Linked DNA regions of Oryctolagus cuniculus: region 1 is linked to region 2. A link is a contact called in public Hi-C data. All regions are on one chromosome and are shown on one strand. The core of a region is the stretch at or near the end of the contact, and the rest is flanking DNA. Distances in the headings are between cores, read along the strand shown. Region 1 overlaps DEPTOR (DEP domain containing MTOR interacting protein). Region 2 holds the start of DSCC1 (DNA replication and sister chromatid cohesion 1).

What was found. A called contact is a pair of places that touch in the nucleus more often than the background predicts.
Region 1: a contact with region 2 is called in a Hi-C map of an unstated tissue, with 2.8 times the contacts expected there. The contact joins the enhancer-like site here to the promoter of DSCC1 in region 2. A contact is called at or near these places in 2 of 6 Hi-C or Micro-C datasets (psoas muscle and an unstated tissue).

The regions. Positions count from the first base shown.
Region 1 is chr6:145,673,600-145,678,738 of mOryCun1.1, forward strand. The region is part of intron 1 of DEPTOR (DEP domain containing MTOR interacting protein); the gene reads left to right. Among named protein-coding and RNA genes, the nearest start is that of DSCC1, 37 kb to the left of the region's middle. Within about 2 kb of position 1,977, at least 1 of the 8 cell types and tissues checked has an H3K27ac peak or open chromatin away from gene starts, as enhancers often do.
Region 2 is chr6:145,636,443-145,641,890 of mOryCun1.1, forward strand. It overlaps DSCC1 (DNA replication and sister chromatid cohesion 1), which reads right to left and starts at 2,261. Exons shown (of 11, transcript XM_008255860.4): 1 at 2,055-2,261; 2 at 1,737-1,969. DEPTOR (DEP domain containing MTOR interacting protein) reads left to right here and starts at 2,197. Exons shown (of 9, transcript XM_002710752.5): 1 at 2,197-2,656. The coding sequence starts at 2,268.

The sequences.
Region 1 (5,139 bases), core at 727-3,226, 37 kb after region 2:
CTTATAAAGGCATGGAGTCCAGGTCTTCCCACTGTTTTTCCTTCCTCCCACCCTCTTTTCCTGGACAAAGGGTTTGTTGGGTGTGAAATAGATGAAATTCCTTCCAAGGTTTTATTACCCAGTGTCTTTGGATTGTGTAACCCACTTGGTTCCAGGCAGAGGATTCTCCTGGGGTGCTTTGCCAACTGGGACAGATGGGACCACCTAGAAAGTTACTGAGGTATGGGAAGGACTTTGTAATGCAGAATACTGGGCTGCTTCCCAGGAATGCTTCTGAGGCTGCTATAGGCCTTCCCTTGGTGCCACTTTCACACACATAGGCTAATTTCAGTCCTCTACCTGACACTTGCAGAACTCAAGTAAACACAAGACAAGTTACCTTCAGTTTTGGCTCCTGTTCTTGGGGCTGACCAGTGTTGCCTTCTACCAATTTCCCTCCAGGCTCCTGGTCTGACTCCTTGGCTGAAGTGTCAGTTCACTCTTGGAGGGCTTGTCCACCAGCCTGAGCCACACCTTGTCCAGGTCTGGCTTCGATCCCCTGCTTCTGCATACTCTGTGAAGAAGGTGAGACTCTTCCTGATGGAAGGACAGGAACCAAAGAGCCATGGAGGCGGTCCAGATACTCTCGCCAATGCCTAGAGCGGCTGTGGCAGAACACTTTGCAGTGCTGTGGGTCCTGTTCAACTTGGATGAATAAGCTGCTACCAAAGGGCCTAACACTAAAGACCCGAGTTTTGCATTTGGTGCTTCCTGTGGATTCTTCCTGTCTAGCTTCAAGCACAAACGAAAACCCCAAACCTTGCCTTCACCTTTAACTCTGACCCAGACACTTTGAAGATGAAAGAAGAATGGCAGGTTTTTTTTTTTTTTGTTTTGTTTTTTTTTTTTACTCATAGACTTTGTAGTGCAGTTGAGAAGAGAAAATTAATGTGAATAAGAATAAAGTCAAGATAAATTTTAATGGGTATATATGAGCATCATAGAAAACAAATCAAGAGGCAAGGGAACTAGATCCTGTCTGGCTAGATGAGGGAAGATGTCATGGAAGAAAGGTTAGGATAGCTAGAATTTGGTGGCTAGGTAGGAAGTGAGGGAGGACATATCCTGAAAAGGGGATAGTGTGAATGTAGAGACAGAAGCATACGTGGAAGTGGCATATTTGACCAACAGAGGAAATAGAAGGAAAGGAAATGTTGGGTAGATTCAATTACAGTGTATTATAGAGACATGGACTGGTATGTGTATATGTGTGTGTATGTGTGTGTGCATGTATGTATCCACACACAATCCTATATGAATAGAATATAGCATTTTCATTTGGAAGAAACAACACCCGTTTCTATTAAGTGGCTCTTGAACCACAGGAACTCATCCACCATGAGCAGTTGTTTAAGCTGTGCCTGCTATGCAATTGGGATCAATAAGTGTGTGTTGGTTGGGAAATGCTCTTCAAGTAGCCTCCACCATAGCTGTAGATGTCCCCAATAACACTTCTGTTTGAAATTATTTTTAAGGCCCAAGAGACCTTGTCTATTTTCATGTTATGGTCATGCTGCCCCTCAAGCCCGTGGCACTTTGGCAGCTTCAGAAATCTGTCCTGTGAGCTGAAAATAGACGATTGTAACCCTAGATGGTGTTTGTAAACCATGCTTAGTACAAGATTCGCTTTAATGTGTTCATCCTTGTTTGGAAGCCCAAAGGAAATGAAATTTGCTATTTGTGCTCCCTGACCTTGTGGTTTGTGGTAGATCCTTTCAGTACAAAATGTGCCGAAAACGGTCTGTTCTATTTTGATCTTGTAAGTGAGGATTTACCCTGGAGGCTCATCAGGGTGTCTGTGAAAACAGAGAAGTTAGAACTGAGAGAGATTTTAAAGATCAATCTGGTCAGCTTCCTCATTCTCAAGATCAGGAAGCTGAGGTCCTAACTGGGTAAGAGACCTCCCCTAGGTCACTTTGCCTAGAGACAGAGCCACACTCTGCAGAGTGACAGCTTGGGTGTCTCCTCTCCTCTGGGAGACGGGCAGTACCTGGCTTCTGTTGCACACTGTGAAGTCAGCTTCCCCTTGTGTGCATCCTTCCCCACCAATGGGACAAGTTCCTCCTCCTCCCTCCCGGACTGGGAACTTTCCTACCTTACATTTGCTCCCCATAGAAATAGGAACCAAATTAATGCCATCAATTCTGCTAGCTAATTAACTGATCACAGTCTTATGTGAGTGAGTTTGTCCTTTGTTCCTCAAAGAACTGATTTTAAACAGAACCCACACACTTTTTGTGGCTGTTTATTGAAAGGGAGAGGCAAGCCCCTGCTCAGATGGGCGTGGACATGAACAAGCAGTTAGGGAGGAGATAACATTTAAAGGAAGGAGGGGTCCTAAAATCACACTGTAAGATTGGCCCTGGAGTCAGTTCACGGCTCAGCTGTGGTTGGTTTTTGCAAGGAATAGGCATTAGACACACTGGTTCCTGATTGCCTAAGGGGAGGAGGGCAGCCAGTGCTGTACCTGGAAACATGTCAGTAGGGCACCCACATCCTGGCTAGCATAGATCTGCTTGATCCTGGGTCTCTTAATGGCTCACTTTCACTTCTTCCTTTCATTCCTTAACACACATTGTGGGCTCTGTTTGCTTCTAACCCAGGGCTTTGCAAAGTGGGGTTGGAATTAGCAGCATCAGTGTCACCTGAGTACTTGTTACACGTCTTGGGCCCACTCCAGAGCTGTTATAGACCTAGGAAAGTGGGAGCTGGGGCCCACCTTTCCCTGTCTTACCAAGGCCTCCAGGTAACTGAGATGCAGGCTCTGTGACAATCACAGCTCTCTCCTCCTCTGGCTGTAACCTCTGCCTTGGTCTGCAGATCACCTGGTGTCCTTTTCCAGGTCCATTCGGAAAGTTTTTTGGATGGGTTTTAGTCATTGAATGCTATTTTGTACGTGATCTTTCTGTTTATATATTTCTTCATCTAAAATTGGTCTTGAGACTGTCTCTTCTCAGGGGAGAAGTATGCAGTTCCAGCACTGAAGATCTGCTTGGAAGGCAGTGTCTTTCCTCCTGAGTGAGTCCAGACTGGGTGTTGCCAGGAATGACCTGCAAGGCTGTCACAAACACTGTCCAGCCGGCTCTCTCCTCAGCAGGCTACTGCTGGATAAAGCACTAGATTAGCCGCCTGCGTTCCTGCAGAGGGCTGTGGAACATTCCAAACCATTCTGGTAACAGTCAGGGAGTCAAGGTCTAAGTCCCTGTGTGTGGGGGGGGGGGGGGGAGTAGAGGAGAAGAGGGAACCTCACCTAACTTCTCCGCCTCTCAGTTTCCCCACGTGTGGATTGTGACATTGGGAGGGTTCTTGCCAGTTACAGCAAATTCAGGGTACTGGTTACCTGTTTAGTGGACACCATGTAGGAGGTGAGATGTTTCTAGCTAACCTCCCCGGAAGCAAAGCCTCAGCACGCTTTCAGGGAGCAGCCAAGCGTTCCATCTCTCACCTGGAGTTCTTGATGCTTTAACTGACTCCTTCATCTGTAGGGCCCTCTTCCTGATCTCTGAACCAAAGGAAACAGCCCGTCTCATAGTTGCCAGCCCATCCCAATTCATTCGGGACTGCATTTGGTTTTGGTTTTGTTTAACTGAAACGAATCGTTAGTGCCTTCTTAATTATGCTTCTGGCAAAATCTGACACTGACATATATTGCATAATAATAAGAGCCCAAGAGGTGACATTTATTAGAGCTTACTGTGTAAGTACTTTACATAGCTTCTCATTTAATCCTTGCAATAACCCTATTAGACATACTTTATCAAGCACCTTTTAGAGATGAGAAAGTTGAAATAACAAAAAGTCGAATGCTTTTCCCAGAGTTACACAGTGAATAATAAAATCGTTTGGATTGAAACCTGGGCTGTGTCTTCCCAGCGATTGTTAAGGGTGACTGATGACTAGTGAATGAGGGAGTTTGCAAGTTGATCACTAATCGAACAGAACTCTTTAGTTCTACCTGGAAACTAGACTTTCTTCCCCCCTGCCCCTTTCTGCCACCTGAATAGCACCATTGGTTGGCCCTGTGTCAGGTCTGGGGCCCAGGGGTAAAAAGAGGGCACAGTGTGCTCCAGCTTGAGACCTGTGGGGAACAATTCGGACTAGACTAAGTTACTGGAATTAAGACTTATTCTATGCATCTGCTCTCCCACAATATGGCGCTGGGAGAGGAGAAAACAGCTTCTACCCAGCTGCCTCTCACCAACTTGACAAGCTGTAGGACTTGCTCCTGATTGGAGGAGAGCAGCGTACTCGGCGTGTGGGCAGCCGAGTTAGGATTGGCGGAGGAGGACTATAAAGGAGGAGAGAGACGGCATGCACCAGGAACATCTAAGGGGAACATCTGAGGGAACACCTGTGCAGCCCCCAAGAGAGCCGGCCGGTGGTGTGCCGCTCCCCTGCGGAAGTGGGGAATGTGGCCAGGGGGAACTGCCCTTCCACGGAGGTGGAAGGGATAGTAGCCAACCCGGGAAGAACCAGCAGCAAACCCGGGGAGGGCCGAGCAGACGAAAGAACAGCGCAGGGTCCTGTGTCGTTCCTCCACGAAGAGGGGGAGCGACAAGACCCACTGTTCTAAGTGAAGCACAGACTCCTGCTCGTGGAAGGATGTGTTGTGGGGCTAGGAACCCCTGAATTATATTGTGGGGGTTGAGAATCCCAGCTGGGTTTGAAGAGGCCCCCAGCTAGACTCAGTCCAGGTTTTTGTCTTCTCATGTGTAAGAATACAACCAGGAGACACAGAAACAGAAAAGCAAGATTTATTGAAATACTATTCAATAGTACACACTCAGGAATTGCCCACCCAGGCCTGGGTTGCCGGGGGGGGGGGGGTGTCAACATTTTTATAGGATAAAGAGTTGGGCTGAAATGCACACGGTGGACTCCGTGAAGATCAAATGGTGCCTGGTGCCTGTTGTAAAGTGAGGCTTAGCTGCATGATGGGTACTGGGTGTGCTGAGTCTATTGGCATGAAAGGTGATGGGATTAAGGCAGTGTCCATGGCTTGGGGGTTGTCATTCTTCAGCTCCTTGTCCCTCACTGACTCCCTTCCTAGCCCACATCAGGAGCCAGGACACAGAATCCCCTCGTTACAGAGGGACAGGA
Region 2 (5,448 bases), core at 1,011-3,510:
GTTAGACAGTGAGAGAGAGAGAGAAAGGTCCTCCTTTTTCCGTTGGTTCACCCCCCAAGTGGCTGCCACGGCCAACGGGACGTGCCGATCCAAGCCAGGAGCGAGGTGCTTCCTCCTGGTCTTCCATGTGGGTGCAGGGCCCAAGGACCTGGGCCATCCTCCACTCCCTTCCCGGGCCACAGCAGAGAGCTGGCCTGGAAGAGGAGCAACTGGGACAGAATCCGGCGCCCCAACCGGGACTAGAACCTGTGGTGCCGGTGCTGCAGGCAGAGGATTAGCCTAGTGAGCCGCGGTGCCGGCCAACCATTCATTTTTAATTAAGCTCCTCAACAACCCAATGGGATTCATAGTATGATATTTATAAAAAAAAAAGGGGGGGAGGGCGGCAGAAAATTCAATAGTGGTTATGAACTTTTTCAAATGGAGCTGGGAATGAAACTGTGGTCAGAATTCTCAGGTTCTTCTAAAATCTTCATGCTAGATTAATTGTACTGTGCCCTTCTCTTTGCTTTCAATATCCATGGGTCACAACTTATATTGGGATCCATTGCTCCGGGGCTCAGGGCTCCCTTGTCACAGCACTGGTGCCAACATGACCTCAAGGAGTCAGTTCACCTGTCCTTCCTGAAATTGAGAAGAAGGGTTGGTCTTCCTACCCAGTGGATCACAGTGTGTCTCATATGTCAAGCGAAAGGTTAAGACAATATAATAAGCAAACAGGTTCCTATTTCCCATTCTATATTATAGAATTAAAACATGAACAACAGGCTCTGTGACTTCCACTTCTGAGGAATGATTGCTATCTTTTACGTAGAATGAGACTCTTAGAATCACATTCACCCGGAAGTAAGTCTCTTTTGGTCAACATTTCCAACGTGGTCAATTTAAAAAAGGTTAAGGAGCAGACCATTTCTTCTGGCAAACTCTAATACAACTGCTGAACATACGAGAGAGTTGGACAACTGTTCTCTTTCTGAAATGTGGCTAAGCAGGCCCTGGGGATCTGAGAACCAGGATGCAAGGCCTGCCTGGCTTTCTGGGTGTGAAATTAAGGCATCTCACCTTTTTATCCTTATGTTTTCTCACTCGTAGCTTGGACACAAAAATACTAACAGGCCAAACCAAACAATATAAGCCAAAGGTTCAGCATCATGTAAAGCACAGAATACTCAAGAAATTACCAAGAATTTTAAGTTGAAGGATAGTTTTGTTGAATATTGGAAAAGGCTAGCATGATCTTCCTTGAAAACAATGAGAAAAGAGTAGTGCAGCATAGCAAACCTGCAAGATAGTATAGTCTTAAATAGCAAAATTGGTACAGAATATGCACAGAAAATTGTTTTCATCATTCCTTTTACCTTCATGTTTATTCTGTAAACGCCTACATAGCTGCAATTGAGGGATTATGCATTGTTTTTTCAAAATAGCTTCACACTAATCTGTAGTTAGGGTACTGAGGCTTTCATATATGCAAAAACTGCCACAAGCTGCATAAAATGTCAATGCACAGATAGCTCTTCACTACCTCAACATGAACAGCTGGCCTTCCTGCCCAGGCTTGGAATCTGCCTGAAATAGAAATACAGCACATTTATTTGGCACTAGGCACAGTTCCTTCCATGCTTTCTTAAAGGTGGACAATACCATTATAGACCCTTTTAAGAGGCAGCGTTTTAACACGATTCTGAAGCTAAAATGGCCCTTATTACCCGTTTACCCTAGACAGGCGACCTCACCTGCCGCAGCTGAGTTAACACGAACATCCACGTCTAGTCAGTTTGTGACTTTTCCCAATGATTAAACAAGGCAACGACGGGTCTGATGCATTCTATTGCAGCAGGTGTCAACAGGTGGTAGCCACAATTATTTTGATTTTGTAATCAAGAAATAAAGCACGCTCAGTAGGAGATTAGAGAAGTGGACTGGAACTCAGGTCTGTATGATTCCCAGAGTTCTTTATCAAGTACACCTGTAAGGAAAGTCCGCTTTGGTGAAGCGGGTTGGCACGAGAATGTTCAATCCCTCCATGCCCTGCAGCGACACACACATCCTACCTTCCCCGGTCACTGGGAATATGCATGCTGTTACTCTTTTTACTCGGTAGCAACTGGTATGGAAAGGAAAACAGGATCGCCTGCACCCTTGCTTAGTAGCTTCCCGGCTTGTCCTCAGGTTTCCACGGCACGAGCTTCGTGGATAAAGAAAAGGGGGCTCACGTGAAGCAACCTCCACCTGCACCCACAGCTCACAAGCAGCGCCCCGCCCAGATGTTTATATTTTCCTCCTTCGGCCCCGCCCCCGGACCACGCGGGGTTCTGGACACGCCCCCAAACTGGAGTTCCAGGGGCTGGACTCGCCGGGCGCCTGAGCCTACCCACTGGGATTCCCTCTCCAGCCAATCCCGTCTGAGCAACGGTTCTGCCCCGAACAAAGATGGCGGGCAAGGCCTCCGTGAGGGCAAACTGATCCGATCAGCAGAGCCCACGCCGGACAGCCTTAGCAGTGGAAGCGGCGCGGCCCGGAGCATGGAGGGGGGCGGCAGCGCTAGCAGCGCTGGCAGCGCTGGCAGCGACAGCAGCACCAGCGGGAGTGGCGGGGTGCAGCAAAGGGAGCTGGAGCGCATGGCTGAGGTCCTGGTCACCGGGGAGCAGCTACGGTAAGGCGAGGGCAGAGCCCGTGGGCTCGCGGTGGCATTGCCAGCCCGTGCCCGCTGCAGACCCGAGCGCACGCGCGCCGGGGCTCGTGGCTCGCGCGGCTCGCGCGGGGCGCCGGACGCCCGGGCGCGTGGACGGTCCGCGCTGCGCCCGCGCCGGGCTGCTGCAGTCCTGCGGACTCGCGACTAGCGTGGGGCTGCGGAGGGGGCTGACGCGGGGAGCGAATGGTGCGCGCGGCGCCCTAGCCCGGCTGCTGCAGTCCCACGCGGGGCAGCCTCGCCGCCACGCGCCGCGCGCTGTCCTTTGCCAGGCACCTGGGTGCTGCGGAGCCTTTGGGCTGACAGCCTGCGCCGAGTCTGCCCAGGGCGCAAGGGCGGTCGGTGCGGGGCCGCGAGCCGAACCCAGCCTCTGTACTCCACTGGTCCGCTTCATTCCGGTTTCTCGTCTCGCCGGCACGTTCTCCTTCTCTGCCCTGAGTCTTGGTTGCTTCACCTGTGAAATGGGGCCGATCACCACGCCTGCCTTAGGTCGAGGGCTGGGGCTGCAGTCGGAGAACAGTTCTGGAACCCTGTTCCTGTCACCCAGTTGGCGCGTCCTGTGGGGCCGCAAGGGGGCGTGGAGGCCCCTTGTCCGGTTGCCCCGCTGCGGTGCCGACTCCCCAGCGCGCGCGTTTCAGGCACTGGGGCAGTGGAGTCCGTGGTGGCTCTGGGTCGCCAGCCTGAAGACTTGCCAGGTCTCGGCGTGCAATACCCCTCAGATTCCCCCCATGCCATCCGCGGCCCTTTCTGGTCATTCTGCTTGGCCGTATGTTTAAGGATTTTGCTTATGGTCTGGCTGGTTCCACAGCTGCCCTTCGTGTGGTCATAAATCAATTTACCAAGAAAGGGAAAAAAAAAATCCAGATTCGCAGTGCTTTAGCTAAAAAGTTGCATGCGGGCCCCTAGTCCTGCCAGAACACATACGCCCCAGTTCCTTCTAGTTCCTGGCTTGAACTTTCCCAGTCCATTTCTGGTTTCTGCTATGGCAGTGTTCCCGGACCTGAAGGAGAATCTTGCAAAGGGCCCTGCAGGATCCATAACCACCCAGCTTGCTGCAGTAACTTTGAGGAAGTAAACATTGGAACTCAAAATTCATTGAGTTTAACGCTACAAAAAGGCAAATGGCGCATTTCTATTCCTTGTTAGTTGTTTTTTTTTTTTTTTTTTTTTTTTTTTTTTTTTTTTTGACAGGCAGAGTGGACAGTGAGAGAGAGAGACAGAGAGAGAAAGGTCTTCCTTTTGCCGTTGGTTCACCCTCCAATGGCCGCCGCTGCAGCCGGCGCACCGCGCTGATCCGATGGCAGGAGCCAGGAGCCAGGTGCTTTTCCTGGTCTCCCATGGGGTGCAGGGCCCAAGCACCTGGGCCATCCTCCACTGCACTCCCTGGCCAAGCAGAGAGCTGGCCTGGAAGAGGGGCAACCGGGACAGAATCCGGCGCCCCGACCGGGACTAGAACCCGGTGTGCCGGCGCCGCAAGGCGGAGGATTAGCCTATTGAGCCACGGCGCCGGCCCCCTTGTTAGTTTTTTAAATGTGTGGTCAGAATGAAAGGGAATTGGGAACTTGTTTTCTTTCATCAAGAGCATTTCCTAATTTAAAAATTAAAATAAAACTTTCCTGATTTAATTTGAAATATTTTAATTAATTCTACAGGCAGAGAAACAGGGATAGAAGGAGGAAGTCCCCCTCCATTGGTTCACTCCCCAGATACCTGCAGTGTCTGGGGCTAGGCCAGGCTGAAACCAATCCAGGCTTCCCACGTGGGTGGCAGAGACCCAGCTACTTGAGCCGTCACCTGCAGCCTGCCAGGGTGTGCATTAGTGAGACGCTGGAATATAGGGGGTGGAGCTGGTCCTTGAACCCAGACCTTGGATGTATCTGAGATGCAGGTGTCTGAAGCACTAGGCCAAATACCTGCCCTGAAACACTTTCTTTTTAATAGTTTCTTTGCTCTTCCTTACTGTATCAACCTTTTGCAAGGCCTCCATTGGATAGGGTTACTTCTGTTTTACTTCCTTTACAAGTACCAAATTGTGAGGTAGCTCTGTTTGCCCAGCAAGCAAGTTCTCCTTCAAGGTGCAGCTTAAATGGCCTGTCTTCAGGGGCCCAGAACACTTGCACTCCCCTCTCTGCTTGTAGCTCTCTGGACGGTGAGAGGTTTGAAGCCCATATTGGAAAAAGCTGGAAGGCTATTTTACTCAGAAAGTAAACCTGGGATTAGTTCCTGCTCAGCCACAGCAGCCAAGTGTCAGCATTACATTGTTTTGGGAAGTGGATCCCCACTTTGCTCCTCACTAGAGTGGGACCTTGGGCAAGTTGTTGAATTAAGAATAGTGGGGTGGGTAGGGGCTGGCACTGTGGCATAGTAGACTAAGCCTCTACCTGCACCACTGGTATCCCATGTGGATGCCGGTTCGAGTCCCAGCTGCTCCTCTTCTGATCCAGCTCTCTGATATGACCTGAGAAAACAGTAGAAGTCGCCCAAATGCTTGGGCTCCTGCACGCTCTTCAGAGACCTGGAAAAAGCTCCTGGCTTCGGATAGGCCCAGCTCCTGCCATTGAGGCCATTTGGGGAGTGAGCCAGTGGTTTGAAGACCTTTCTCTTTATCTCACCTGCTCTCGGTAACTCTACCAATCAAATGAATAAGTAAAATCTTTAAAAAAAAAGAATAGTGGTTAATAATGGAACTTACCTCATTGTGCTTTGAAGACTGGACGAGTACAGGTTGGTGCTTAGAACATACATATGTGTAATAA